Linked DNA regions of Mus musculus: all the other regions are linked to region 1. A link is a contact called in public ChIA-PET, Hi-C, HiChIP or PLAC-seq and promoter capture Hi-C data. All regions are on one chromosome and are shown on one strand. The core of a region is the stretch at or near the end of the contact, and the rest is flanking DNA. Distances in the headings are between cores, read along the strand shown.

Region 1 (5,196 bases), core at 212-2,711:
GGATCCAGGGAAAAAAAATGATAAAGGACAGATTCCAATAATGAAGGTTTATTTTTAAAAATCAGCCCCTAATAATTTCCTTAAAAAAAAAAACTCTGAGCTTTTACAGCCACATACTAGGTATACACATATACGGGGCATTTGGTGAAAGCCTCCTTTAGATAACTCAGAGACATTCTTTCCTATTTAGACCATTAAAAAAAATTGAAGCTGAGTTATTAAAAAAAAAAGATTTCTATTATATCGAGCTTAGTGCTGTTAGTGGAAGACTGGAATTAGAGAAAAGAACACAACTTCTTACTCTAGCTTTGTGTGTGTGGTGGGGCAGGGATGGGGATCAGAGGAAGGTTAAATTAGGTCTCATGTAGCCAGACTAGCCTTGGATCCCCTATGCCACTTAGGCTCACCTTACCCATCATTAACTCTGTTTCTCAAATGGTGGGATTACAGTCCACTACCACCACACTCTTCTGCCCTACTTCAAGTATGAAATAGTAAGTCACACTGAAAGGTTTCCAGAGACCAAAGAAGGCTTGCTCTTAACACAGAATTATCCTGATCATCAATAAACCATAGGGCTCAGAAACTGTGAGTCTCTTTCTAGGACAGACTATTCTCTTGTGGTTGGTGGTGGCTTTCTCTGCTCCCCAGAGTGGTTTACTGTGCAGCATTCCAGTTTCTTGGAGTCTTCTGTCTCAATAGGCTGACTTTAGAGAGCTATCATCTCTGCCAGGTTGGTTATGTTTAGAACACTCACTATATCTTTGAATTTTTAAAAATACAATCTCATTTTTAAAAGAAGGCTTATTTTTTAATTTAAGTGTATGGGTGTTTAGCTTGTGTGTATGTCTGTGTACCATATGTCTGCAGAATTCAGAAGAGGGCAGTTGATTCCATGAAACTGTAGTTACATATGTTTGGGGCTGCTGCCATGTGCACGCTGGGAAACATGGGTTCTCTGGAAGAGCGATAAGTGTTCCTAAGCACTGGACCATCTCTCCAGCCTCCAGATCTCTATTAAAGTAACACTTTATTAATAGTGAACTTATATAACCCTTTTGGGTTTTTTTTTTTTTTTTGAAAGATACTGTGTTCATGAGCTTAGACACAAATTATTTAAGCACCAAATTTCTCAACTTGTTGCTTAAAAAAAAAAAAAGGAAGAGGTGAAAGGAGGGACAAACAAACAAACAAGTCAGGCTTTTGTCTAAGTGGGGCTTGCTGGTCTTATTTCTGAGAGGGTGCATGTGAAGAGCCTGCCTTTCTGAGTGGCCCGCACCAGTGCTCTGAGAACCCTGCGCGGGGCTCCGGCGTGTTTTAAACTGCCCGCCAACTCTGCAAGCTGGCCCAGGAGCAAGAATCGGGAAGGCAGGTGATCGCCCCCTGGAGGCCACTGGGAGAGCCGCTCGGCGGACCGCGGAAGGGCGGGGCCGCAGCCGGCTCCGCCCCTGCAATCCCCTCCCTCCGCTTTCCCGCTCTTGGTCCGCTGCGCCACTTCCGCCGCTCTGGCCGCGATGCTGCCTAGGTTGTGGTGGCTGGTGCTCTGGCTGCAGCCCCTGGCTACACTGCCAGCGAGCGCGGTGCACGACGAGGAGGCAGCGATGTCAGGTAACCCCGGCTCCGGGCGGGGGGGCCTCCTTTCGGCGCCGCAGGGTCACGCGCGGCCGCGGCCAGGCCCCGCCCCTGTCTGCGGGCATCGGATACTTCAGTGTTTTGGTTTGTTCAGGATCACACCGCTGGACAACCGCACAGCTGGCCCTTTGTCTGCAGTTTATGTCTGAAACCTTATTTTATCTGTCTTCAGAAATCTCAGGAAACTCAAGGCTAGAGAAGGATAGAAGCTTCAGAAAGGAACCGAAATTCTGTTTCTGATTGGCTGCTGTGACCTGGGTAGCTGGTCATATGCAAAATACTGCTGATGCTCCAGCATTGAACCAGGTGCACAGGAAGTCTCAGTGAGCTACTCAGACTGTTTGGGGTGCTTAAGATTCTGGCTCAGAAAGCTGTAGCAGCAAAACGCAGTCTCCACGAGTTTAACATTTATTTCTACCATTCACTACATCCTTCAAAAGATTGCTTGTTTGTATTCTTCATTACATGGTCACTTACAGACTCAAGGGAGGCTGTCAAGATACAGACTTTCAATTGGATAATATTCCGACACCGACAAAGTTAGTAGGGTGTCTAAGACTGAAAGAGAGAATGGATGTTCAGTAAGCAGTTATTAGCTTCTGTCACACCTTGTGCCCATACTGGTATCTTGCAGTGAGTTACACCTTAGGGGACGGTCTGTGGTCAGCTTTTCATTGAACAGGAATGTGTTAATTAACTATTTTGTGCTATGCAGGGCTGATTTGCTCTAACTGCATTGTCTTATACTGATTATTCATATATGCCCATTTTACATGCTAGAGAACAAAGAATTGGTAGTAAATATAATAGGTACTTGTGAAAATATAAAACAGTTTGAGGAGGAGGGCTCCTGGGCGTGGCAGCAGAGGGGTAGAAGTAGTTATATAGATTCAGAATCTTGGGCTCTAGTGCAGTTGTTGATTTAACCTGTAGGTGTCGTATTCTCCAGGGCACACAGGTATTATTTCTGCTCCTTTTATTTGCTTCAAGGAACTCAGTTTTTCAAGTTTTGCTGCTGTATGGGTCACCATATAGCCCTAGCAGATCTGGAGATTTTTACATAGACCAGGCTGGCCTTGGCTGTACAACATTCCTGCCTCTACCTCCCAGGTGAAGGGTTTTCAGAGCTGTACTGTTGCGCCTAGCTTAATAGTCCTCAGTTGTGTTAAAGACGCATGTAAATGTTCACCAGGACTTTCTTTCTGAGAAGTGTAAGATACCCAGGAGATGATAAAATTCCAGTTCACAGCTGAAAAGAAAATGGCAACTTCTGTCTTGCCATTCCAGATATTCCTTACGTTCACATAGGAGGGGATCACTGTCCTGCAGTGTTGAGTGACACCTTGGGAACCCTTGGTTGGCTAGGTCTAAGAACTGCTGCTACTGTAAAAGCTATGGTCTTATGAGGGGCCTGTGATGAGACAGCTAGACAATAATCTCTCTCACCCACAGGGAATGTATTTTTTAAAAAAGCACTGCAGTACCGAACCTTACATGCCCCCCCCCACCCAGTGTGTGTGTGTGTGTGTGTGTGTGTGTACATTACATATCACAGCAAGAGATTTATAATTATAAATCAGAGCAAGAGATAGTTATTACAATTCATTACAATAAAATATTGTGGAAAAATTATTTGAACTTACATATTTCTACTTTGAAAGATTTTTTTCATTTAATATTTTCAGACCTTGGTTGAACACAAAAACTTGAAGCCTCAGCAAGTGAAATTGAGTGTAATGGAAGACTGGGGGGGTGGGGGTGGGTTGCCTCTGATGACGTCTAAGACCCTTTCCAACTCTGAGAATCTGCTTTGGGTACTTACACGCTGCCATGGCACGAAGAACATCCATTCCAAGGCCAGCCCTCTGATACCCTATTTGTAGAAAAGGCAGACGCTTGTCATAGAAGAGAAACGGCAAGTCAAGCATGACTCTTAATTTGAAACCAGTAGGTCAGATCCACGAACACTGCTTCCCTTCACATGAGGCTCTGGAATGACGTCCCATGCTTCCACTCCAACAAGAGGTCATTTGAAGTTCCTCTGTGGCAAAAGAAAATGTCTAAAGGTAGAATCCGACCTGTATGTGTGTTAGTTAGGATGTGCTAATTTCAGTTCCATTCTCATGACACTGGAGAAAGAAAAATTAAGTTTTATATTCAGGTTAAAAACAACAAACTGGTACTGGTACAAGAGACATGTTACTTATGTAGTTTACATCTTTGAAAAATGTGAATTAAACTAAATACCAAGAAAGATAGCAACTGCATCTGGACCCATTCATTATCCTTGAACTCCCACAAGGAAGAAGGAACCAGTTTAATGAAGCCAGTGGCAGCGTTTACTGTATTCTGGTTCTGGTCACATTAGAGGATCAATTTTCTGGTTGCAAATTGTGGAAGGCTAGGTTCCCAGAGGGGAATGGTGATGAAGGTTTTCTTGTTTGTTTTGTTTTTGTTTTTGTTTTTTGTTTGTTTGTTTGTTTATGGGAAGTAGTTGCTCAGGCTTGAGAAGTGCTTGTGGTTTTCATTTTTAGAAGACTTGATGAGTAGGTTTAAGTACTGCCTGCTCCTCGGGTTATGACTAAATATTCTTACCATATGTCTGACTCAACTTTTTAAGCTAAATATACTGAGGCATTAAAGAAACTAATAGCAAGAAAAGCGTTAAAGGAGCCATTTACTTTTGACTTATTAACAAAGCAGGAGATGCAAGGGTTTTTTAAAAATGTGTACAGCAGTGCTCCTTTGTCCCTTCTGAGACCCCGGGTCCAGAGCACTGAGCCCCATGTGTGCTCTTCCTGCCCCACTGAAACAATGTCCAAGTTAGGATGGTTAAGGATTCACAATGACTAATAATACAACATTACTAACAATAAACTCAGCAGCTGCTTGAAGCTTGTGAATTGTTTATTTCTGGAAGTTTCTATTTAATAACTTGGATCATGGTTGACCCAAAATAACTGAGACAGTAGAAAATAAAGACACAGAAGTGTGGGTGGGGGCACCACTGTCATCCCCACGCTACATTAGCTGAATTTTATAAGCTGAATGATACTTCTAGGGAACTGAGGGGTCTGTCTCGTTGGTTCACATAAACGTGACTTGAGGCTTTTAGTAATGTAAGTGGTTAATTCCATCTGCACGTTCCTTAACCTGTTGAAGACAGGGGAAATCCAGAAGTTCTAACCAAGAAATGCCTTATCCACACACTGATGTCAAAACCAAGATTCTTGCCACTTCTTGGCCTCCACATCTGGGAGGAACAAGAAAGGTAGTCCTTAGCTAGAGGCTAAGTGTAGCCAGCCTTACCTTCTAGTTTAGGGTGTACTGGTGATAGAGTGGAGAGGGGCGCAGTCTATGCCCTTTGCTTCCTGGGCTCTGGAATGGATGGCGTGGGACAGGCGGAACACAGAGGGACACTGCTGGGGAGGTTTCAAGGCAGGGCTCAGTGCACCGCCTCTTGTGCTGGCAATTCTTCAGGGAAATTGGTTATATTTTCACTGGCTGGGCAGTTCTTGCTCAGATAATCCTCTAATCCTCTCAGATTGCAACACACACACGCAA
Region 2 (5,175 bases), core at 716-3,215, 380 kb before region 1:
TGGGCACATTCCTCCTGTTTCCTATTTATAGAAAGTGCTCATTTTAATCCTAATCTTCTGAAACCAAACAAACTGAACTGAGAAGGGAGGGGCACTCGAGTTTTCCATTGTTAGGAACAAGTAACTCCAGAAAGACATTGAAGGTTCAGGGCCCACAGCTTCTACAGGGAGAGACTCTTCTGAATCCCATGGACCAATATGTTCTACATAGAAGCTGAACAAGTGCAGAATCACAAAACACTCATGTGGGAAGGAAAAGACATGACATATAGTCCTCTGCTTTTGTCTTTAGAGTGTGCATGTATATGGGTGCGTATGTGTAGGTTGTATGGGTGTGTGGGGAGGTTGTTAGTATCCGTTGTCTTCCTCTATCACTCTCTCTCTTTCTACCTTTAAATCTGAGACAGTTGCTCATTGAACTTGGAGCTCACTGATTGGCTAAACTGGACTCTTCTGGATTCTTCTTTCTCCTCCTCCTTCTGCTGTGGTTGTAAGCACATGCTACTGTGCACCCCCTCCTGCCTGTTTACATGCATGGTGGAGGATGTGAACTCAGGCCCTCATCCCCCGGGCCTTGTTTAAAAGGGCAATCCATAATGTAACATCCTGACCCATACTTCTCAAACACACGTTCTGCAATCAATCTGCCTCAGATCCACCTATGAAGCTCTGACCAATGCTTTGGCTTTACCCCAGGCTTGTAGACTTCTAAGGTCCTGGAAACGAGGTGAGAGGGGACTCTCGTTCTCAGGCTCTCAGGGGTCCTTCTTCAGACAGTCTCATATATTCTAGACTTAACTCCAACTTGATATAGGGCAGAGGATGCTCTTGTTCTGATCCTCCTCCTCCCCCACCTCTGTGCTAGGATTACAGGGCACATTACCAGGCTCAATTTACACAGTGCTAGGGGTGAAACCCAGAGCTCCTTCCAGGCTGGGTAAGCACGCTAGCAAAGGAGCTGCATCCCTAGCCCCTCGGCTGGTTCTTACACATTCAAGGCTGTGGCTGTGCACGTGTCCTCTTTGCTTTTTAACTTAGATCCAATAAAATATAAGTGCTATATCGTTACTCTCTTGTTTAAGAGCTAATATTCAGGAGGTACATATAAGGACGATGAATACTAATGCAAATTTTCTGTTTTGCATACTTTTGCTTCCCAGTTACTTGCATCTACAGATGTGGAGTTCAGTGACCATGGAGGGCCGGCCATGTTCAGGTCCTAATTTACACTTAGGAGGTCCTGCATTCTAACAGCCATCAGGCAGCGAAGGTAGGTAGATGGTCTTCCTCTGTCTTTACCAGGGAAGGAGGAGAGATTTTCTGTGCCTTGGGAGTGGCAGGGTGTGCTTTCAGGCATTTAAGACGAGTGTGCTACCATACACTACTATTCTTTTTCGCACAGTATGTTCACAGCAGCCAAGAGCATTACTGGAACTGACAAAGGTATAGGTAGGGCTCTGTTTCCTGGTGAGAATGAGGAGAGGAGCCCCTCCTTGAGATAGAGAGAGGGAAATGAGCAGAATGTTCACAGGGCATTTGATATTGGAGAGATGCTAACCCAGGCCTTTGGCACTATATCTAGGCAGCTACACCAAGGGAAAAGGCTTGATCACTTGGTAAAAACATGCAGAAAACTGATTTATTAGGAAGCATGTGTAAATAACTCTAGGTTATAAGGAGCATATGATAACTCATTCAATGATGCAAACATGGAGGAGGAAAAATTACTCAGAGCATAGGAATTTAGCAAGGAAATAAAATGAAGGGAATTCAGGTATAATCTAAGCTACAATAAAACAAGTCTTGGTAGTGATTTAAGCATTTTGAGCAAAACAGACAGGCAGCTTTTAAAACGAGACTGTATGAGTTTTATGTAGCCTGTGAAACTCTCCCTTGGAAAGAGGCTCTTTGGTGAGCATTCCAGAAAACCACAGAGCCACTGGGCTCAGTGTATAAGAGTAGGCTGTGTTGAAAGTGCAAGAGTCAGAAATGACACATACCTAGAAAATGACCGAAAGCTAACCAAGGCAGTACAGAGACATCCATTCTTCATTCTCCTGCAGGGAAGAGATTAGACTACACCTATCTCAGGCTCCTCTTCCCTGGTTTCTCAGAGAAAAGACTTCAGACTGGCGGTCAAAAAACCCCTAGATTCTAACTCTGTTTCTGCCCCAGCTTATTTCAGCCACCAAACTTAAAACGGCAATCCTGGATTTCTTTAACTAAATGAAAGAGGGTGTTTCAGTCAAGTTTGAATTTAAAACCTGTTTTCTCTATTTTGGGTCAGTACAAAAAAGGAGTTATTTATTTTGAATGTTACTGCTTTATGGTTTTTTTTGGGGGGTGGAGAGTTGGATCCATCAAAATGATTCATTTTAATTAGGGACAATCGTGAAACTGTACCATTAACCTAAACAAGACATTATTCGGGTTAGACGATAGAAGCTATTGATTGAGTAAGTTGGGTCCAGACTTCTGTCAAGAAGAATAATTGTGTTTTCTTACATTCCAATGGTAGAGAAAGGTTGTTTTTCTCCTTGGAGGTGTTTAAATGGGGACAGTACACAGAGAACTGATGTGTCTTACGGCTTGGAGAAGTTTCCTGAGCCAAGATGACAGAGAGGAGAGAAAACTCTAGTAAGACTGGGTGGTGGCCGTGAGGTCTAAGTCAAGCTGCCGGCAGAGGAAGGCTGTCCCCACCTAGAAGCCTGTGAGATGGAGTGGGCCTCTTGACTTGGGCACTGGACTGTTAACAGGCTTACCTTTATAGTGGTGGCAGTGTGATCTTTGGAGAAGCTGTAGCTAGCTAGCCAAGTGTGTCTTTGGCAAGAGGGACTCTAACAAATTCCTCTGTGGCTCTCAGGAGTAAGAGGAAGCTATTTTCTGAGTTATGGCTGGTTGTATGTGGAAGCACATACATTCCACAAGACTTGCACTGGGGCATTCAAGGAAAGCACTCTTGCTGCCCCCATCACCACTTCTGAGTACTTCTGAGCAGTGCAGAGTAGCCTGATGACATGTTGACCTGGGGACACAATTGTTTGACACCCAGTTGGGTGGTTCTATTGGTCTTGTGTGATTCTCCTGCCTTGGGAATCCAAGCACTCAGTACATAAACCCTGTCTTTGTCTTACTAGATCCTAGCATAGCATCCTCTAAATTTTGGTCAGTGTTCTTGCCTCTTCTTGACCTTTTTATGCATTGCCTTGTTATTGCTTCTGTTGTGGTCCACTTAAACATGAATGAATCCAGCTGTGGAGCCCACACCCATTTTACCAGCTCTTGGGAAGTGGGGACATGAGGATCAAGAGTTCAAAGTCAATCTTGGCTATTTGAGACCTCGTCTCTTTCTGTGGAGACCAAAGTCTTATCTTCTGGAGGGTCTTACCCTACCTCCTAGAACAATGGTTCATTCAAATAGGCTCTCAGTGCACAGGTTCAGGTCTCAGGAGCCTGGATTTTCACTTTGGTTCTACATTGTCTTGAACAAACTTCAACTCCTTAAGACTCAGTCCCTTTACTTAAAATGTTGATAATAAAGCTTATGCCATAAGGTTGATTTTAATAATTACACGACACAATAGCCTTCACATGTGAATGGTGCATGTGTAAACGAATGTTGATGGCTTTTATTGCTAGCACTCAGAGCTTATCAGAATGAGCATGGTTCAGAGGGACAGTGACTAACGCTTATAGCTGCTCCACTAAAAAGGAGTGGATTCCTTTCATTTATCTGGATTTCTTCTGACAACCTCTGAAACACGGTACAGAGACAGCCTATGCACCCAGGAACTCCTGTGTGCTGGGTTTCATTTCCCACACTGGCTGCTGGTTAGACCATAGGTCACTAGGGAAGAAATAGAATTGACTTGCATTTTTATGTAACTAGCAATTTAGCCACCTCTGGTGCAGTGATCTGTAACATTATATACCCAATAATCAGTATTTAATGTGTGTGTCTTCATCCTTACTTTGGGAATACATAGCTAATATTATTAAAGTATGTACTCTCAAAATCCACACCCTTCTGCCGTCCATTCCCTCATATCTTGCACAATCTCTCTTCCTCTCCTTGTCGCCCACCGCCTCTCTCCCCAGGGTCTCTTGCCTTGCAGGCTGTCCTTGAGCCTGCTTTACAGCTTAGTATGACATTGAATTTCTGATGCTCCACCTTTACCTCCCAAGAGCAGATTACTAACACCACATCTGGTTATGTGGTTGGGCATAGGGTCGCTTGCATGCTAGGCAAGTACTCTACAATTAGCTGCTACACACCCTGCTCCTGGGTTATACTTCTTAATTGTTTTAGAAATTCTTTTCTGTGCAAATTTCTTGTAAATCATGCTCTTTGAACACTACTTAATAAAACAGCACCTTGAGTGCTTCTGAGCCTCCTGTGCATGTATCTTATCTAAAGCAAACAAAAGGACTTTACTCCCCCCTGTAAATCTCTTTATGGCCCCTGAAACTTTGATTTAGTCACCATGAGCACACCGTGTATTTTGCTAATGACAGTATGTAGTCGTTCTTATTCTTATTATGTCTCCAAAGGCTGCTGTCACAATATTAGAAAGATCGATCGATGTCTTAAAAATATTTAATCCCAAGATCATGAAAAATTAATAGAAATTGACTCACCAAAAATCATGTCAAATAATAATTTCTTGTGTGTAAAATGTCTAGGTTAAAATGATTTTTTTTAATTTTCTGTTTTTTGTTATTAATTATTTTAGGTTAACACACAAAGTAATGGGTACTCACATGTTGTTATGCTCTCATCCACTCCCGTCCATAATCAAATCAGCTTCCCTAGCTGGCCTTCTTTCTCCCTCCAGTTGCTCCTCCCATTCTGCTCTCTTACTGCATGTATTTCAAATCTTTTAGTGGGTTTTTAAAGAGAATTTGTTGTTGCTAAGGAGACAGGGTCTGATCTGAAAATAATCTAATTGCTTTAATTTTGAGACAGGGTCTCACACATCCTGTGTTGGCCTCGAACTGGTGATGACATTGAACTTGCCATCCCCTTTTCTCTGCCTCTCATTGCTTGCACAGACATGCACCACCATGCTTGGTTTATTCAATGCTGGTGGTTTAACCTGTGCTTTGGCATGCTATGCAAGTGTTGGCATGCTACCAACTGAGCTATGTCCCCACCCCTATTTTAATGTTTACTAT
Region 3 (4,891 bases), core at 1,048-3,547, 350 kb before region 1:
TTTCAGATCACTTCAAGTGTAAGATGAACATAGGATCTGTCATAAAGAAGTAGTTTGTGAGCTCAATGTCCCTGAGCGAATGCACTGAGCTCAAAATAAATCCAGGTATGACAAAGTGAGTGAGTTACACAATCTCTACCCATCATCTGTTATCCCTCAGCTGTCCCTTTCTCCTTCCCAAATGAAGATTTTAAAATAAACCATAATGATTTTGCAGAAACAAGTACTAAACACATACCTACAGATAATGGGAGAGGACATGGCCAGGACCATAGAGATATTATTTATAATTTAGAATCCTCTGTTCACATCTTTGAAATATGTTGTCCACTCCCTGTACAGAGACTATGGTCATTAAAGTAAGCCTTGTCAACCTTCTCTTGAGCATGCAACTATAGACATGCTTAGCATGTGATCTGTGATGCTATAGTTCCTTGTATAATAAAGACTGAATTTTGTGGGGGCAGGACAGGACCACTAGACTCCAGCAGCTCAGTTTGCACCTTGTAGCCCTAAACTAAATGCTTGGCTTTGGGTGTTGCTGTCTAATCAAGCTCCCATGTAATTCCAAACTTAGGTCAAGTTAACTGAGCAGTACCAGGATGCACACCAGAATGCGCAGGAACCCCCACAAAAGTCTGTAAAGCTAGGATCTACCTCTCGAATTAACTCCCCACTGTTGGCCAAAGTTTAAAAAGAAGGAAGGACTAAAGAGTGGCAATAATTTGACTCCTTCCCTCCCTGGGTTGCATAGAATGTGATCCCATGAAGAAGTGGAGTCTGTTTTCCTATCCCAAAGATAAGTGGTCTGCCTTTGTAGTTTGCATTGTCTAAGAATGTGAAGGAGGTGACATTTTGCAAGTGTCAAAGGTAGCCTCTCAAGGACCACACAGATGCTTTTCCCCGAAGCTCCTGTCCAGCCTGGTCTGATCACTGAGGGAGGCCACGTGGAGCAGAAAGCTATACTAGTTACGGCCTCTTACCCCTCTAGCCCCAGACAGACTGCCAACTGACCACGAATGAATGAACAAGCCCAGCTGAAAACCTGCAGAGCCAGTCATGGCCAGAACCACCGAGCTGAGCCCAGTCTGAATCGCTGAACTGTAGTTTGTTTTAGGTCACAAAGTTTTGGAGTAGTTTATTAAACAGCAAAAGCTAAGACATAGTCCCACAAACCTTGGTGAGTCACACTGCCCAGAAATGTCAGAAAGCAAGTACTTTCCTTAAGGAAAGTTAAAGTTTTATAGAGACACTGAAGTCAGTGCTACTAAAAGTGCTGATCCACAAGGGGCCAAGGGCTGACCCCAGAGTGCAAATCCACACACTACTCCTTCTTCAAGAGAGTCTTCCTGCAGAAAAGAACATCATCTGGAACAGACAGAGCACACAGTGGCATAGTTTGCTTCTATTCTCTTGCAGGGTCCTAATGTTGATGTAAACATACATCATATGATGTAGTTCATAGACCAGCTGCAGTTTATATATAGTGACCCACGATATAAGAGCAAGAAATGCATTTTTTGTAAACAGTAAAAACCTTATGCCTTGAGGACCATATAGGCTATGTTAATTTTGTCATTATATGGAATCATCCAGACCCATGAATGATGTATCAGTGAATGAGCACTGCTGTGTTCCAACAAAGCTATTTAAAAGACAATAAAACTATTTTCATATACAGCAAGCTGTATTCAGAATGTGAGCCATAGTACACTGACCATGTCAGCATGGTTCATCCCCAACAGAGATCATAACCAGTTCTCTCTGTCTGTCTCTCTGTCTGTCTCTGTCTCTCTGTCTGTCTGTCTTTCTGTATGTCTCTGTCTCTCTCTCCTCTCTGTATGTGTGGTTACAATGTCATGATAATAGGCAAGATCAAGAAGTGAACTGAAGGCACCCTATCTTACAATGAAAAAAAACCACAAATGCTTAAAACCTAAGGTGTGTTCTATCAGGGATTGGATGAAATATGCAATCTGGAGGCAGTTGTTTTTAAGTAAGGAAAATATAGTGAGCAGGCACTGCCAATCAAATCCCTGGCCAAATCTTGGCAAGTTTTCTTTGCCAGTGTTGCCATCCCACGGACAGTGAGAAGCACTGTGGTGGTCCTTGCCTCCATTTCTCTTCCATCTCTCTGTGCTTACTTTCACTTTTGTCCCCACCGCCCCTTTTTTCTTTCTCATATCCTAGAAGAATGAGGTCTCAGGAGCATGGGAAGCAAGCAGCATCACACTCTCAAACAGGTTCAGAAGAGCAGCTGTTAATAATTCATGGCAGCCTTCCTTGGTTCCCTCTCCAAATACCGTGAACACAATGGACTCCTGTGTCACTAGAATACGAAACAATGACCTGTCTTATATCCACCCTGGGTTGGGCAGGGTGTGCCCTGGTCAGGAAGAGTCAAGAAAGAGCATAGAAGATACAGCAGCCACCATCACTCATGTCTCAAAAAACTTACTGGGCAGTCTTCCAAATTCTCATTATATATTTGTCCTGGTCTTTAAAAAAAATCAACATGATTAGCTACTTTGACAAATGCACTCCTCAAAATACAAACAGTGGTATTTTAAAATCATAAAAGTAAAAACAAAATTTTAAGTACTGTGTGCTTTGCTTATTTCACTGATATATGTATATATACCTGGAATCCATTTGTTAAAAAATCTCAATCTTTGAAAGGATTAACATACACTTTAAATGGAAATCTTCATATGACTAAGCTTTTCAAGTAGTTTCTTCTACTTAATATTTAACATTTACTTCACCTTTTGATTAAACCATTGGAACGGCTGGAAGAATTCCCATGTGGGAAAATACCACACTAGGAGTCAAAACAATTGTCAGCCACTAACAATCCAGCTCAAAGTGGTCAAACAAATTTTCTAGAGACAAAACATGGTGCCATGGTCACTAGGGAGGACTAGGAGGGACTGAGGCCCAGGAAATAGCATGTCAGGATGCCCTGACGGGAAGCTGTAGATAGGGAGAGAGCCTCGTAAACAAATGAGATTAAGGAAATCTGGAAATTAGAGAAAAGAGAAGAGGATGCCCGGGTCTGTACAAAGACGAGAAACTATAACAGGTTGGTGGCAAATCCTGTCTGCTTTTCTAGTTTTCCTGAGGATGAGCTCAGCTAAGAGAGCTAAACATTGCCTCTGCTGGCACAGGAGCAGCAGGATTCTGCTTCTGCCAGGAGGCGGAGGAGGTGTCCCGTGGGTTGCTGAATACCCCTTAGAACAAACCTCCAGGCTATTCTTTGTTTGACTGCTTTTCACAACCTTCTATGAGCAGCACTACACTCTTGTCCCCTCTTCTTGCCCAGACTGAGAACTTTTAGCATCATGTGAGAGTGACTCTAATTCCTCTCAGAATGCCACTGATATATACAAGAGGTTTTATGAATTCAGATTCAATCCATGAATTCATATTACAGCTAGCCCTCTTTGTCCTCAAATGTGCGTGCATACCATTATGTTTTTCTGTTCTTCTCAAATGATGCCCTTCATCCATCCTGATGTCTCTCCTTCCTCATTAATATTTAATTCTCGAATTATGTCAGAGCCCAGAACTCATTGCAATAACATCCCCTTTACTGTTAGTAAACATGTCTAATTAGTCATCCATATAAAATTCATCCCCTTAGGCAGAAGGACGGTATAATGCTTAGGCATACTTTTTCATATATAGAAGCACAGGTTTTGATTGCTACTCCATCTTCATCCTTCATGGTGTCCCACGACTATAAGTACTCAATAGAAATGTGTAATCCCAATGATTTATTCATTAATTCATTTACTCACGAAATGTCTGTTAAACAGCTATTGTCGGAAATAGTCTTTCAATTGGTAATAGTACAAAGATATGATCCTGTAGAGAATTTTAATCCAGGAATGTGGCTGTTTTGGCAAGGGATAATAGCCAAAGGTCTTCTAGGTCTGTGTGATCCCAGCTGGTAATACAGACACATCTTTAATCTCAGGAGACAGAGGGAAGCCAATCTCTGAGTTACTGGTTAGTTCATATTGTTGTTCCTCCTATAGAGTTGCAGACCCTTCAGCTCCTTGGGTGCTTTCTCTAGCTCCTCCATTGGGGGCCCTGTGTTCCATCCAATAGATGACTGTGAGCATCCACTTCTGTGTTTGCCAGGTACTGGCACTCCCAGTAACTGGAACCCTCTATCCTGAGTTTCCTGATTTAAAAGTTAGTCTAGTCTCTGTCTGCTTATCTTATCTTTCAGACTCTTGGAATACTCTCTGAGGATAGCCTGCCCATGCCACATACGTCCTATAAGAGTTATTCACCAATTTCACTTTTCACCTTTGAAAGGGAGTTGTCCGAGATCAGGTATATGATATGGTATATAGGTTTACAGATCTGATATGTTGACACTGCAGCTGTTCCCTCTAGACAGAAACTGGATCCTGAAGGTTCACAGCACTTTGAACAGAATGCCAGAGAAAGAGTTCATAGGAAGTAAGGAGAGGAAAGATACTAAAGACAGTTCCACAAAAACAGCTTTCTAGCTTTGGGCTCACAGGGCACAAGGTCAAGCCAGACTAGAGCTGCCTCATCTCGTCTCCCCATTCCAAGAGAGGATTCAATTTGCAATAATTCTGAATAGGATCCTATATGGTGTCATTCTGCGCAGGCTATGCAGGAAGAATATCTGCATACGGTACTGACATGCTGTGTTCACGTAGCCATCCTGAGCAGCCATGAAATACAGGATTCCAACCCAATATGGTTTCCCCGATGGACACCCCCTCCCTGCCCCCATTCATTCAGCAGAAAGGCAAGTGCTGAAAACAGTGGCGGGAGTTAGACACTCTTCCCTTTCTTTCTCTGTAGAAAACTGCTTTCACTTTTTGAAAAAGTAAAAACAGCAGCTGGG
Region 4 (4,584 bases), core at 1,320-3,819, 260 kb before region 1:
ATAAATAACCCCCTGGCCATCACTTCTAAGTTAAACTATCTGGAAATTCTCAGTAAGTCCAGAGCTAATCCTATGTACCGGAGATAAGAGAGACTCCAGTTCAAGGTCACACACACCTGCCTGGTCCAGTTCAAGGCCACACACACCTGCCTGGTCCAGTTCAAGGCCACATACACCTGCCTGGTCCAGTTCAAGGTCACACACCTACCTGGTCCAGCACCTAATCTTTTTCAAGGGGAAGAAGAAATGATGTGACTATTAAATGATGATGAGGTAACATTCCTTTTCCTGTGTTTCTTTCACCCAGTGCCATCAAGTGTCTGAAACACAAGATCCCCGTGGAAGGACAAGAGCAATATCTCTGGGTAAACACTGACAAGATTGACCTATGAGTGTTCACTTTATGCCCATTTTATTTTACTTAATTCAGATGTTTGATGAGTGGCTCATGTGACTTACTAATCAGTAAGCTAATTAGGGGCAGCATGTTAGCCAGCAGATTCTGAAGGGAGGCCACTGAAATTAGGCCAACTCTGCCAGCAAATAAGGTAGCTGACAATCTCGGCCAAGCAGTTATCTGGAGGTTTATGAGCAGTAGATGAAATGTTGGGGGTGAGAGGGTTCATAATGTAGTAATAAAGCATTTGAGGGCTTTTAAGGCCCTCAAGAAAGCATTTCAAGGGCTACTTGAAGTTGTCTTCGCCTTGCTAGCTACCTAACCTTTGTCAATATTCTGAAAAAAACATACATACTTAAGGCTAAAAGCTAACATCTACATGTAAGAGGAAAATGTGCAACATTTCTGGGTCTGGGTCACTTTGCCCAGGGTGACTGTTTCTAGTTTCATCCATTTAGTAGCAGATTTCACTTTTTCTTAACATATGAATAATATTCTACAGTGTAAGGCTACCACATTTTCATTATCCATTCATCAGATGATGGACAGCTAGGCTGTTTACAATTTCTGGCTTCAGGTAAGGTTTTAAAAGCTATGAAAGTAACACACATCAGTTATTTAAAAGCCCATCTTTGATGGTTGGCTCCAAGCATACACATCTGTATTGGTCACTTCCCAGTTACCCCTCCACAAACTCTCCATCCCACAACCTCCCTTTCCCCCCTCTCCTTTGCCTCTCAGAGGGTACTTACCCCATCCCACCCTCTCCCATCCCACCACTCCAGCATCCCCCTACACTGGGACATCAAACCTCCACAGGACCAAGGGCCTTTCCTCCCATTGACGTCAGACAAGGCCATCCTCTGCTACCTATGTATCTGGAGCCATGGACCCCTCCCTGTACACTCCTTGGTGGTTGGTCTAGTCCCTGGGAGCACCGGGTGGTCCGGCCATCTGATGTTGTTCTTCCTATGGGGTTGCAGTCTCCTCTCTGGTCTTTCTGCCAGATCCCTCACTAAGGTCCCTGAGTGCAGTCTGATTTGAGATGTAAATGAATAGAATGATTAATAAAAATAAATAGATAGTTAGATAAATAAATAAATAAATAAATAAGCAAGCTTTGAGGAACACTTTGAAAAAAAATAAATAAAAGCCCATCTTTTACTGGAGGCAGACTGAGAAGAAGTCAAAGTTTCTGTTAACCCACCTCTTTCCCTCAGCGGTAGTCCTAAGTTCTCCCCTTTTTTGTTGTTAATATTTTTTATACTTAATAAAGGAAACTCCAGAAGTTAGAGAGGTTACATTATCCAAATAAGCCATGCTCTCAGACTTTTCACCAAAGGAGGGAGATGTTGTATGTAGCCAGGGTTCTTACAGGATATACAGTCCAGGATGCATATACTGCAGAATGGGCCCTGGCAGATTCAAAGCAAGAGCTCCAAAGCTTTGTTGCCTTTTTTCAACATGGCCTTAGACTCAGTTGGGCTCTTGAGTAGGAAAGAAATCTATGAAAGAGTCTATTTCTTACTCATAGAAGTCTGTGTAGCTCAATGCCTTTTAAAAAGAGATACGAACAAATTCAAGTTCTCTAGAAAGAGTCCCAGAAAAGGGACAGTGGAAGGGGTGGCTCCCTTGTCCATTACCCCGAGCCCCTGGTGACTCTTCAAGATAAAATTAGGTGGAAGCATGTGAGTCTTCCAAGGCCAGCACACCTACTTCCTTTAATAGGAGCTGCAATCAGTCCAGTCAGTCTATGACATTAAACAGAAGTCTGACCAATCTAAATTGGAGCTGTTGTGTATCAGAAATACCTATCCAAATGGACATAGCTGTTTGCTATTCGCTGGGGAGTAAAGAAAGCTGTTCTAAACAGTGGACAACATAGTGGTGCTGAATTCAAGTGTACGCTTAATGCTTGAGGTACACATTTGCTCAGCACGAAACACATTTCTACTTTTAATCACTCTTAGGTTCCCTGTGCAGATTGAAACTGAAAGAAAGATCTATAGGAAACAAGATTTTCACAAGAAGTGTATAAATGTTTTGTGCAGTCAAAATAGAGATAGGCTGAGGTTATCAAAACAGCGATATTTCGAAACAGCAAGAGCAGTGAGTCAGGCTCATACTACCAAATATAGCAGCACTACTTCTGACAGGCTCAGAGCAAGGTCAGCCCCAGGCAGAGCAAAGCAGTTTTACCAAAACGGCATCATCAGGAATGAGAGGGGTGCTTAGCCCTCCGCCCAGAGCGTCACAATGCTTTTAAAGCATGTTTATAAATATTTGCCTCTGAGCCGTTTTAGGGGAGCTTTTCATCTGGCTTCCAATGAGTCATCCCTAATCTGGTTCTCACCCCAAAACTCCTGCTTGGCTTTCAGTGAACACTGGGCCCAATGAGTCCATATTTGCATTTATGATGGGCTCAAATGAAGACAGAAAAGGTGCTGGAGAAGGGGGGATGTGTAAACATCAGCCCATCTTCCTTTCTCTGAGAGCTTGACAGCAATGGTGCAGCTATATCCTAACTGCTATTTAAGATAGTGTTTTAGATTGCTTTGGTAACTTGATAATTGTACCTGGTGTTGTATTTTTAAATAATTATTCTGTGCATTTTCTAGCTAAAGGCACCCCAGAATTCAAAACACTAATATGAAATTTTACTCTTACCATTATATTTAAGTTATTAGATTAAAAAAAAAAACCATTGATTGAAGGATACTTGTAGAATAAATTAGCTTTTCTTTGTTCTATATTGAGACTGAAGAAAATGAGGGTTATTCACTACGATTGTGTTTGGTCATTTCTATACCAGAGCTTTTCTGTCTGTGACTAGGTATGAACAGCAATGAAATATGTGAGTGAATCTCTGTCTTTCCATTCCTCAAAAGCAAGATTTGGGAGCTGAGCAGGTTCCTGTGTATGTTGAGATGAAGTTAATATAGAAAGGAAAGACTCTGAAGAAAAGTGAGATTATAGTGTTCTTCCTAAGGAAATGAGCAGCCCACAAAGCATAAGGTAGGTGGACTGGAAGATTGATTTTTCTGTAGATTTGAGTAACAGTTACCACCACAAAGTCCATATGTTAAATTGAACTTTATGGCTCCAGTCATGTTTTGTTTAATATTGCATCTTAAACATTAGGAAATAATGTCTGTTCTCCTTACTTCCATATCATTTTTTCTTGATATATACCGATTCACATATATTTAATTCCCCCCCCCAATTTTTAATATCACTTTCTTCTTAACTCTAAGAAAAACAAGTCTATTTGTACATAGATAAATTGTTGAGGTAACATTTTCACAGGCTCACATAAGAGCAAACATGAGAGCACATGCATGCACATTGTATGAAGGTATGTCTCTGTATTTTCTTTTTTTTTTTTCTTAAAGATTTATTTATGTATATGAGTATGCTATACCTGTCTTCAGACACACCAGAAGAGGGCATTGGATCCCCATAACATGTGGTTGCTGGGAATTGAATTCAGGACCTCTACAAAAGCAGTCAGTGCTCTTAACTGCTGAGCCATCTCTCCAGCCCATGTCTCTGTATTTTCAATTGTTAATTATGTACTGCCAGAGAGCAAAATGCTGGCGGGATTCTGGTATTGTTTATTTTTATAGTCTATTACTAGATTGTCTGTCTTATAACTGCTCATGCATCCTCACCTGCCTAAGGTTATCTAGGATTGTACCAGAGGTTGTCTCACCACTGATTGGTTATAATAAACATCTGATGGCCAACTGCTGGACAGGAAGGAAGAGGACAGAACTTCTGGACAGAGAGAGTGAAACAGGGAAGGAAAACAGTAGCAGAAGGTCTGAGAGAGGACGTGGAGGGACAGATGCGGCAGAACAGAGAAAGGTACAGAGCTAGCCACATGGCCAGTCAGAGGCAACATAGTCGGGTTAAGTTAAATGGTAGCTGGAGACTGTCCCAGCAAAAGGCCTAAGCTTTAAACTCTACTAGAAGCCTCTGTGTCATTATTTATACTGCTGAAGGACCTGTAGAAAGTCCTGCTATAATGAGTGATAGAAGTCACTTAGGCTTGTGTGAAGGAGACAATAAAGAATGATGGAAGCTGAAAAACAAAGCATTTGGCCTATCTAAATGAGCATCCATTTAGATAGTAGTGGTATTTATTTAATAGTATTATCTATCAAAATGGTGTAGCTAGATCTTTA
Region 5 (4,455 bases), core at 1,220-3,719, 300 kb before region 1:
CCTCTTCTTTGCAGGCCATAGTCCTATTATATTAAGTCCCCAAACCATAAAGCTTCATTTAATCATGGATCTTATATTCATGTAGGTTCCTACCTCTTGAGTGTTCCGCAATGGTGATTAGGTTGCAGTGTGGGTTTTGATAGAAATATTCAAACCATAAAGACACCTGTTCCATCCATTTTCCAGGAATGAGAATGCAGTCTGGATATGGCCCAAGAATAGAGTCCTGTGAGGAGAATTCTGAATGCTTGGGAGAACACTCCAAGTAAAGAAAAGTCTTGTGGCCTCAGTTTTTTCAAAAACAAGAAATTGCTCTTGGAATATGGTGTCCAGGTGTTGTGGACAAAAGTGAGTTTGCTTTAGATTACTCATTATTGCCCACTGATGTTATTAAATTAAATGTATTTATGTTCCTCTATGAAAAAATTTGCTTTTTCCATGTGTGGCTGGCTTTTCCTTGTAATTATAGACAGCTCAAACTCAGGAGAACTCTACTAATTCGACTTTTCTTAACCTTCAGAGTATATGTCTTCCGAGACTCTGAATAAGTTGACTAATGTGTGAGGCTTTAGTCTGCCTCATTTACCCATTTTGTTCTCCCAAGTCCCACTGAATCTAAAGTGGTGACAGTCTTCCAGTTTTCATCGTCTAATTTCTGAGGCATAGGTTAGCAACATAAGTTGGTCTTTGTTTAAAAGCAGATTCCCTCATTCTGAGTAAAGTAGAATTGAGCAGCATACATATCCTGAGCTTGGTTGGAGTGGTTGGGATAGGGCACAACAATCCCCAGTAGACCCGTTGGAATTAGGACCTGTTGACTTGTTTTGTGGGGTAGAGGTGGCCTTGCCACCAAACGAATACAACAGCAGGTTCAAACAGCAGGGGAAAAAAGTACAAAAGAAACTGAAAACCCTATGTCTCTGTTATGGAAGAAAACCATCCCTAATGTTATCAATACTCAAATAACAGCAGCACTGGGGTGGGGGTGGGGGGTGGGGGTAGGATAGTGAGACTGACTGGAGGCAGCTAAAGGCTTGGTCAGTGTTTGGTGCTAGGTGAGTGGAAGCCTCAGTTTCCATGATTTGACTTTAAGTTTGTGATGCCTTTTCTGAACCTCAGTTTCCCTATTTGTCAGATGGAGAAAATGATGCCTTTCTGTGGGTATTGTTATGAGGCTTAACCAAATGATAAAAGGGAAAGGAGAGGTTCCACTTCTCCAAGAAACCCCCTCTGATGGGATTGTAGAGGAACGACTCCTTGGCCTGTGCAGTGTCAAGGCAGGGATAACTGGAGCTGCTCACTGAGTACCGTTGTGACAGCTAATCTCTACTGCACAGAACCTAGTGAGGACTGATTTGCCCTGAACACAGGAAGAAATTGACCTTCACAGATGCTTTCTAAAGATGCTAGATAAAGCAAGGAAGCACAGAGAATGTGGCAAGAGTCTTCATGCCTGTGCTGTAGGTTGAGCTGAGCAAGGATAGGCACGGGTTTCCAGGGTTCGGAGCTTCTAGCCTTCTACATGGTCCAGGAGCCTTCGGTCAGCCTTAGGCCTAAGGAAGCAGTGTCTGGAGGCTAATCCGGATTTAGCTCCAACATTTCAAAGCCAGTTATGAAAGCAGGGGGCGGGTTGCTGTAATCTGGGTGCTGCCAGGCACGACCTGGGCCTGCTCTTCATTACCTGCATGGGAGCTCCCTAATAACACCTTTTCATATTTGCATGTTTGAGTGAACATGAAGAATTTCCAGTTTCTCAAAGTTGACTCTTCTTCTTCTTCTTTTTTTTTTTTTGGTGGTCCATTTTTTTTAATTAGGTATTTTCCTCATTTACATTTCCAATGCTAACCCAAAAGTCCCCCATACACTCCCCCCCACTCCCCTACCCACCCACTCCCCCTTTTTGGCCCTGGCGTTCCCCTGTACTGGGGCATATAAAGTTTGCAAGTCCAATGGGCCTCTCTTTCCAGTGATGGCTTATTAGGCCATCTTTTGATACATATGCAGCTAGAGACACGAGCTCCGGGGTACTGGTTAGTTCATAATGTTGTTCCACCTATAGGGTTGCAGATCCCTTTAGCTCCTTGGGTACTTTCTCTAGCTCCTCCATTGGGGGCCCTGTGATCCATCCAATAGTTGACTGTGAGCATCCACTTCTGTGTTTGCTACGCCCTGGCATAGTCTCACAAGAGACAACTCTATCTGGGCAAAGTTGACTCTTCTTAAAACACAAGTTTAATAAATATGGGTGCCAGTGAGTTTGAAGCACAAGCTGGAAGAACATTTCCCGAGAATTGTGTTTTGGTTTTTTTTTTCCAGATTTTCAAGCACGCACAATACTGAGAACAGAAAAAGAAGCTTTGGCAGTTTGAGAGTGTCCCTCTGAAAAGGGCAAGGAAGTAAAACAGGGAAATACAGCGGGGAGGGGACAGTAGTGGGGAGACTGGAGGGGACGAGAGAACAGAGGCAGATGACTCAGCCTGAGGGGGCTGGGAGGAGCCTGTGGGCAGGGCTGTCTGAGTGTGGAGTAGGCAGGCGGTTATGACTAGCATTGAATGGAGATAATTAAGAGCAAGTTGGTACCAGTCACTGCCAGCAAAGAAGAGAATGTATCCAGAAAAAGCATTTCTTTATTTCAGCACTGAATTCAAACACCTACCCATTTGGGTTTGAGAATTCCATTTAAAAAAAAAAAAAGTTCTGAAAACAGACCGTACATGGCTGTGAAATCTGACTGGCTTTCTTTCTGAAGGTATGTATGGGAGAGGACAACTTTGAAACTGTAAAGCTACACTGGAACATGCTTTCATTGAAAGAAATGCTTATTTAAAAATAATACTCATCCCATACAGTACATAGCAGTGCTGTTAAAAGTCATGTGCAAGTTATCAAATTTCAAGGGAGTATCAGCCACACACGGATTTCTCAGTTGTTCATAACGATAGGACTGAAACGCACGGCTTCCAGATCCTTTAAATAGCTTTTGGAGGGAAGAACATTATAATTAAGCTGCATCGAGTGTCACTGCAAAGAAGCTTCTAAATTACGGGTCTGAGTGGGGGCGAGGAATGCTCTTTGATTGCCTGACAATCAACAGCAGAAGATGTTCACATACGCGTAACCCAGACTCACTGTAATTATATCAGAAGCAGAAGAGGTGGGCGCGGCGGGAGCAGCCTGATTCACTAATCATTTGCTTGTTGTTCTTTCAAAAATCATCTTCAGACTAGTCACAAACACTCAGGAATTCATATTTACAGAGTGGCTCTGTATCAGAAAGGATAGAAAGAAGGACCAGTCCTTTCAGTGTGTCTCAGAAAGGTTGTCAAAAAATGGCCCAGGACACACTAAGAAGATGCTCCTGCTGTGGGAACTAGTGCACTCACCTGGCCTCAGCTGCTTTACTCAAAGCCTAATGTCAGAAACGATATTCCCCCACTTATTCCCATAATTTTTATCCCATTTCCACTCGGCTCCCTGTTGGCTTAAAAAGGTCCCTTTTTCTTTTAAGGCATAAGAATATGGAGGAAATGTCATAATATTGTGTAGTCTCCAGAACCTCTCTTGCCTCTTAAAGAGGCTCAGATATTGCCTCTTGGTGGGGCGGGGCACTGGGAAATCAGTGTCTTCTCCCCTGCCCAAGACAGGTACTATACCTGCTCACCCTCGTGCCAAGGCTTTGATACACACAGGCAACTGTGGGGCTTCATTGAGAAGCATGGAATCTAAAACCGACTGGCCAGAAAGGAATGTAACCTATCTTTCACGAGCCTTTGTTTTATGAGATGCTAAGACCTAGCACGAACGTGTATGAACTACATATGCAAAGAAAACATATCACATGTGATACAGCCTTCTAGACTGTGGCCTTTCTAGATATGTAACTAAAAACTGGTCTGAAATCCAGAAAACAAAAACAAAAACAAAAACACTGAACATTCCCTCTCAGTGGCGTTTCCCAGCTTCAGATCTTCAGATGTGAATGCATGGCGTGCAGCGACCAGAGAGACCAGGGAACTTAAAACAGCGACCATTGAATCTGGTGAGGTTACAGAGGGGAGTAGCAGGTGCGGTGAAGGACAAATGGAAAAAACGGGCAGGGAGAGCTAACGACAGGAAGAGAGGGAGAAAGAAGAGGCAAATAACTCTAAGGATGTGTGATAAATTCTCACAGAATCATACCATATTTACCTAAGTGTGTGTGTGTGTGTGTGTGTGTGTGTGTGTGTGTGTGTTAGCCTTAGTCACTGCTCCATTGCTGTGAAGAGACACTATGACCACAACTCTTACAAAGGAAAGCATTTGATTGGGGCTGGCTTACACTTTCATAGGTTTAGTCCATTCTCCTAAGGGTGGGGAGCATGGAGGCACGCAGGCAAGGAGCTGAGAGTTTGACATTTGGATCAGTAGTCAGCAGGAACTAGAGAGGAACACTGGGTCTGCCTTGAGCTTTCCAAA
Region 6 (4,477 bases), core at 1,535-4,034, 430 kb after region 1:
TGAGCTACGTGTGTGTGTGTGTGTGTGTTTGTGTGTTTGTGTGTGTGTGTGTGTGTGTGTGTGTGTGTGTGTGTGTGTGTGTGTGTGTGTGTGTTGGGTGTTTGTGTTGGGTGTGTGTGTGTTTCTGTGGAAAGGTGCCACAGTCAACAGATCGTGTTCATCCGTTACCATTGGTGTCCCAGACAGAAGCTACAAGCTCAGGCCTGGAGAGCTTGTCTAATGTGTGTGTTTTCTCCTGAGGAATGGTTTCCTTCCTTCCATGAGACGTATCACAGCATTCTAAAAATATGGTTGTAAATTATAACGCAAAAGTTGTTGCTGCTTTAAACCTTTTTAAGTCCTAAGTCACACGGAGTTCTATGTCCTCAAAATGTTGCTCAGCCTCTACCCTGTCTACCTGGATGATTTTCTCTCTCAAACTGAGAGTCTGTAAACTATTAAGCATTAAGTACACACACACCCTGACCCCAGCGGGCTCCATTCTCCATTCTCCCCTGTGCTTAAAAGAAGCTGCCCTGGAGTTTCAGTGCTATTATCAGAAAGCAGCAGACAGCACGGGCAGTTAAAAGCACAAGAAAGTAAATAACATGGTAATAAATAGGCAAAATAAAAGAAAATAAACAAACAAGGAAATAAATAAAGGGCATTTGTTCATAAAGTCAGAGCTGAGTGAATGGCTCAGGCTTTGCCCTGCCCTGCCCAGGCTCAGTGGGGAATCTGGGTAGCTGGCAAACGCCTCTGTCGTCGTTATTATTATTTTGCTGGCAATCTGAAACATGTAGGTGAGCTCAGTTCCTAGGCCTAGTGAGATGTCCTGCAGGCTGCGAATCCCTTGCCTTCATCTGAAGCACTTGAGGATAATTTGAAGTAAAAGGCTTGAAACAAAGAGCAAGCCCTTCTGCTTCAAGTATTAATTACCTATGAAAGGGACTACATTTAGCTACTTATATTGCTAAATTATATGCCTCAAACCCCTTTAGTTGAGAAACTAAAGATAAGAGAAGCTAAGTACTGTGCCGTCTTTGTCATCGACTTAGAAGAGGCAAAATTGAGATTTGAACTCAGGTTTATTTGACTCTTCAGTCTCAGCTCACAATGGCAGTACAGTCTAAAAAAAAAAAAAATCACAGGATCAATTTCCTCTGAGGTATATAGCAGCATGTGTAATGATAATTATGACATCGAAAAGAATTCTATGCAGAAAAATGAATTTTCCAGACAAATCTGACTTTATAGGCCTGCTCTAATATTGTCTTGTATAAAGAGGGCCAGATCACCTCAGGGTGTCTGCTTTGTGTCTGGTTTTCCTTCATCTTTAATGGTGGGCAAATCTAGTACATTATGGAAGCCCACTTTTTTTTTCCTCAAGAGATATAGATGCCTCTTAAAAATTTGATGAAAATGCATTAACTTTTCAAGCTACTGAGCTGCATTTTAGTTCACTGAGGCAGTAAATTGGGTGTATACTGTACAGGAATGGTGGTGACCTAAAAATAAATATTTGATACAAGCCACCATAGTCTCTTGGGGTGTGTGTAAGGGGAGTAATGAATTAAAATTCTAAAGACTCCTCAGCTTCCCAAACAGGAGGAGGAACTCTGTGGCCTGGAAGCGTCCTCTGTCCCTGCTGCTGTGTTTGTTCAGCTCTTTAAGAGTTCACCCCATTCGATCTTGTGGCTCCTAAAGCCAAGGGTGAAAGTTTGATCCTTGCAGAGGCCACTTAAATTCAGAGAACAAAAAGCACCATTCTCTGCCCTAGACTCTAGCCCAGATCCCTGCCAGGTGTCTGCCCTCTGGTCAAAATGAGACGCTGGCAAAGGGGTGCTAGCCTGTGACAGTATGGGAACGCAACAAAGGACACCCCTCTACATGCGACTTGCTCTTTGTGTGCTCACGGGACCTGACATCATTCACAGAGAACACAGATTGCACTTTACTGTCAGCCCTGGAAGTCTGAGTCAAACTGAAATAATGCTCCAGCGCTACTTACAAAAATCCATTATCTACTCGGCCTAAGTACAGAGCCTGGCCTCCTCGCTGACAGGATTCTGTTGGCAATCAAAAAAAAAAAAAAAAAAAAAAGCAACACTCAGTCTTTAGTCTGTATCTCTGTAATAGAAAATAGCAATACTTATAAGCTGAAATCAAGCACAGGTTTTATGTTAGTCAAAGCCATTAAGCTATCAAAAGTAAACCCATGTACACAGAAACGTCCCAGGACTGGTTTGTAATATGTCCTGACAAATAAGCCATGAAAACAAGCTCCTCAAATTACTGATGCAACTTTTTAGCAGGGTCACAAACTCAGCTTTCTTTAAATTAAGTCAGCTCTTCCTAGTTTTTACTTCTCTAATTACCCAGCACTTAACGCATATTTTTTCCCTCAAATATTTGTTTTAGTAACAAAACAGCACTCCAAGTCTTAAAGGATTAACATTTTCTATTTTAAACACAAAATCTAAATTAAAAATTACTAACTTAAATGATAGCAAGAGTTTTACAGAGATTAATAAGCTTTAAGTACAGTTTATATTAGTACACAGACTTCAATTTATCAAATGTCACATATATCTTTCATGATTTGGGGATTTATTTCATTTATGAAGTAGTCAAATGAATCAGCTTGCCCTCGACTGTAACAAAATACTGCTTGGTGACTTGTGACAGACAGGGTTTTAACCTCTGACAGCGAGATTCATTGTGGAGCAGGAGCCAATCATAGATCCTGACGACACTTGTCTCCTCTAAGTTGGAATATAAAAAGCCACTTGGAATACAGTATACAGGACTCCCTGGCGTGGCAGGTTGTCTCTCGGACGGTACATGCACTAATATTTCACTTGGCATTACTCAAAAGCAAAAAGAAGAAATAAGAACAAGGGAAAAAAAAAGATTGTGCTGATTTTTAAAATGATGCAAAAACTGCAAATGTATGTTTATATTTACCTGTTCATGCTGATTGCTGCTGGCCCAGTGGATCTAAATGAGGGCAGTGAGAGAGAAGAAAATGTGGAAAAAGAGGGGCTGTGTAATGCATGTGCGTGGAGACAAAACACGAGGTACTCCAGAATAGAAGCCATAAAAATTCAAATCCTCAGTAAGCTGCGCCTGGAAACAGCTCCTAACATCAGCAAAGATGCTATAAGACAACTTCTGCCAAGAGCGCCTCCACTCCGGGAACTGATCGATCAGTACGACGTCCAGAGGGATGACAGCAGTGATGGCTCTTTGGAAGATGACGATTATCACGCTACCACGGAAACAATCATTACCATGCCTACAGAGTGTAAGTATATCTGTTAAAGTATATCAACAGTTCTGCTGACTGCTGTCCTAGTGTTTATGAGAAACAGATCTATTTTCAGGCTTTTAACAAGCTGTTGGCTTATATGTAAGTAGCAGAGAAAGGAGATTTTTTTTTCCCCAAGATTTCCTGAGAAACATACCGACAATGAAATCTGTCTTGCTTGTTTCCTGGCAGTGCCAAATAGCTCAAAGTTAATATGCTGGCTCAGCTTTAATAGTATTTAATTTTATGCGGAAAATGTAGAATGCTTGTGTGTTCAGAGTCTCACACTATAATGTAAGGACTGTGAGATTCTATAGGCAGTGTTAAAGCATGAGAAATTTACAATTACATTTGTCTAAAATGTGCACTAGTTTCCCCCTGACTCACACTAAAGAGAGATCTCTGCTGGATGTTTATTTGAACACTGTTCCACAGTTAGAGTGCTTTCTGTTATTTAAAACTGTCAGTCTCAGAGCTTCTATGCTCTTGACAAGCTAGAATATTAATTGTGAAAGCTACTGCACTGGAAAGTTAAAGAAGTTAAATATTAAATGCATTATCATGAGCCACGATGAAGCAGGCATAGCAAAATAATACTCAGGACCGAGTATCAGAAAACACTCAGGAAATGAGCATTAACTGGGAGGTCATGGTGTGAAATGCTCCTGTGCCCCTTCATAGCACCGCACTGAGAGCGTCCTGGCTGTGAGCGTCCAGGCAGGAACAGTGATCGGTAACCCTCTAAAAGATTTAATTCTTTATGAGAGGGAGGGTGAGGACCGTTACCTATAACTGCCACATTGCTTCTGGGAGATAATACATTTCAGGCAGTTCCTGTTTGAGTTCTCCGAAAAGCAAGTCAGGTAGCCTTAGAGAGCAGGCAGAACACGAAAGATTTCTGTGCCATGTGTCTGAGATCTTGCTTTAATACCATGCTTTAAACACTTAAAACCAGACATGACACAGTTTCAAACCAGCCCTTTCCTAAGCGGTCAGGTTACGATACAGCAGATAATTTTCATTTATGACTCTTGGATCAAACAGTTCAGGAAAAAGTCTCCCTTATTTACATGGGGTTTGGAAAAGCAATTGTTAGTGCTGAACTTGCAGTGAGAGGCTGGCCCCAAGGCCACTGCTTTCTGATTTTTTAGATAGCTTGAGCATGACCTCTGAGGTTTTTGCTAATTA

The links. Promoter capture Hi-C pulls out the DNA fragments that hold promoters and counts their contacts. A called contact is a pair of places that touch in the nucleus more often than the background predicts. ChIA-PET counts read pairs in DNA pulled down with a chosen protein or histone mark. HiChIP or PLAC-seq counts read pairs in DNA pulled down with a chosen protein or histone mark.
Region 2: a contact with region 1 is called in a FOXA1 HiChIP or PLAC-seq map of pancreatic cancer cells. The contact joins the enhancer-like site here to the promoter of Nemp2 in region 1. A contact is called at or near these places in 3 of 39 promoter capture datasets (cranial neural crest, maxillary cranial neural crest and second pharyngeal arch cranial neural crest), 7 of 115 datasets of contacts at active chromatin or transcription factors (DN3 thymocytes, bone marrow-derived macrophages, embryonic basal ganglia and 4 more) and 2 of 9 other capture datasets (embryonic stem cells and liver).
Region 3: a contact with region 1 is called in an H3K27ac HiChIP or PLAC-seq map of extraembryonic endoderm stem cells. The contact joins the enhancer-like site here to the promoter of Nemp2 in region 1. A contact is called at or near these places in 8 of 39 promoter capture datasets (the 3T3-L1 cell line, the C10 cell line, cranial neural crest and 5 more), 5 of 484 Hi-C or Micro-C datasets (3T3-L1-derived adipocytes, the HPC-7 cell line, bone marrow-derived macrophages and 2 more), 8 of 115 datasets of contacts at active chromatin or transcription factors (DN3 thymocytes, bone marrow-derived macrophages, double positive thymocytes and 5 more) and 3 of 9 other capture datasets (adipose tissue, embryonic stem cells and liver).
Region 4: a contact with region 1 is called in an RNA polymerase II ChIA-PET map of memory CD8 T cells, with 55 read pairs. The contact joins the enhancer-like site here to the promoter of Nemp2 in region 1. A contact is called at or near these places in 2 of 39 promoter capture datasets (the C10 cell line and the HPC-7 cell line), 2 of 15 datasets of contacts at CTCF or cohesin (large pre-B cells and pro-B cells), 7 of 484 Hi-C or Micro-C datasets (the G1E-ER4 cell line, the HL-1 cell line, Th2 cells and 4 more), 10 of 115 datasets of contacts at active chromatin or transcription factors (the 230-238 cell line, bone marrow-derived macrophages, cardiomyocytes and 7 more) and 1 of 9 other capture datasets (adipose tissue).
Region 5: a contact with region 1 is called in a Hi-C map of the HPC-7 cell line, with 4 times the contacts expected there. The contact joins the enhancer-like site here to the promoter of Nemp2 in region 1. A contact is called at or near these places in 4 of 39 promoter capture datasets (the C10 cell line, the HPC-7 cell line, HPC-7-derived erythroid cells and 2 more), 3 of 15 datasets of contacts at CTCF or cohesin (the NIH/3T3 cell line, large pre-B cells and pro-B cells), 9 of 484 Hi-C or Micro-C datasets (3T3-L1-derived adipocytes, the C10 cell line, the G1E-ER4 cell line and 6 more), 13 of 115 datasets of contacts at active chromatin or transcription factors (the SCID.adh cell line, T-cell acute lymphoblastic leukemia, bone marrow-derived macrophages and 9 more) and 2 of 9 other capture datasets (adipose tissue and embryonic stem cells).
Region 6: a promoter capture Hi-C map of liver shows a contact between it and region 1. The contact joins the promoter of Mstn here to the promoter of Nemp2 in region 1. A contact is called at or near these places in 2 of 39 promoter capture datasets (embryonic stem cells and liver) and 1 of 115 datasets of contacts at active chromatin or transcription factors (bone marrow-derived macrophages).

Annotation. Positions count from the first base shown.
Region 1 is chr1:52,629,244-52,634,439 of GRCm38.p6, forward strand. It overlaps Nemp2 (nuclear envelope integral membrane protein 2), which reads left to right and starts at 1,462. Exons shown (of 9, transcript NM_001142647.1): 1 at 1,462-1,608. The coding sequence starts at 1,515.
Region 2 is chr1:52,252,681-52,257,855 of GRCm38.p6, forward strand. All of the region lies in intron 1 of Gm31867 (a long non-coding RNA gene), which reads right to left. Among named protein-coding and RNA genes, the nearest start is that of Gm31867, 2.9 kb to the right of the region's middle. Within about 2 kb of position 1,966, at least 55 of the 459 cell types and tissues checked have an H3K27ac peak or open chromatin away from gene starts, as enhancers often do. A contact at or near this core is called in pancreatic cancer cells, where this site is marked.
Region 3 is chr1:52,277,209-52,282,099 of GRCm38.p6, forward strand. No RefSeq gene overlaps it. Among named protein-coding and RNA genes, the nearest start is that of Gm31867, 22 kb to the left of the region's middle. Within about 2 kb of position 2,298, at least 17 of the 459 cell types and tissues checked have an H3K27ac peak or open chromatin away from gene starts, as enhancers often do. A contact at or near this core is called in extraembryonic endoderm stem cells and hippocampal neurons, where this site is marked.
Region 4 is chr1:52,364,057-52,368,640 of GRCm38.p6, forward strand. Gm31955 (a long non-coding RNA gene) reads left to right here. Exons shown (of 3, transcript XR_373401.2): 2 at 308-365; 3 at 3,231-3,611. Among named protein-coding and RNA genes, the nearest start is that of Gm31955, 61 kb to the left of the region's middle. Within about 2 kb of position 2,570, at least 30 of the 459 cell types and tissues checked have an H3K27ac peak or open chromatin away from gene starts, as enhancers often do. A contact at or near this core is called in Th2 cells, adipose tissue, bone marrow-derived macrophages and 1 more, where this site is marked.
Region 5 is chr1:52,329,137-52,333,591 of GRCm38.p6, forward strand. The region is part of intron 1 of Gm31955 (a long non-coding RNA gene); the gene reads left to right. Among named protein-coding and RNA genes, the nearest start is that of Gm31955, 26 kb to the left of the region's middle. Within about 2 kb of position 2,470, at least 68 of the 459 cell types and tissues checked have an H3K27ac peak or open chromatin away from gene starts, as enhancers often do. A contact at or near this core is called in the G1E-ER4 cell line, the HPC-7 cell line, bone marrow-derived macrophages and 1 more, where this site is marked.
Region 6 is chr1:53,058,856-53,063,332 of GRCm38.p6, forward strand. It overlaps Mstn (myostatin), which reads left to right and starts at 2,785. Exons shown (of 3, transcript NM_010834.3): 1 at 2,785-3,286. The coding sequence starts at 2,911.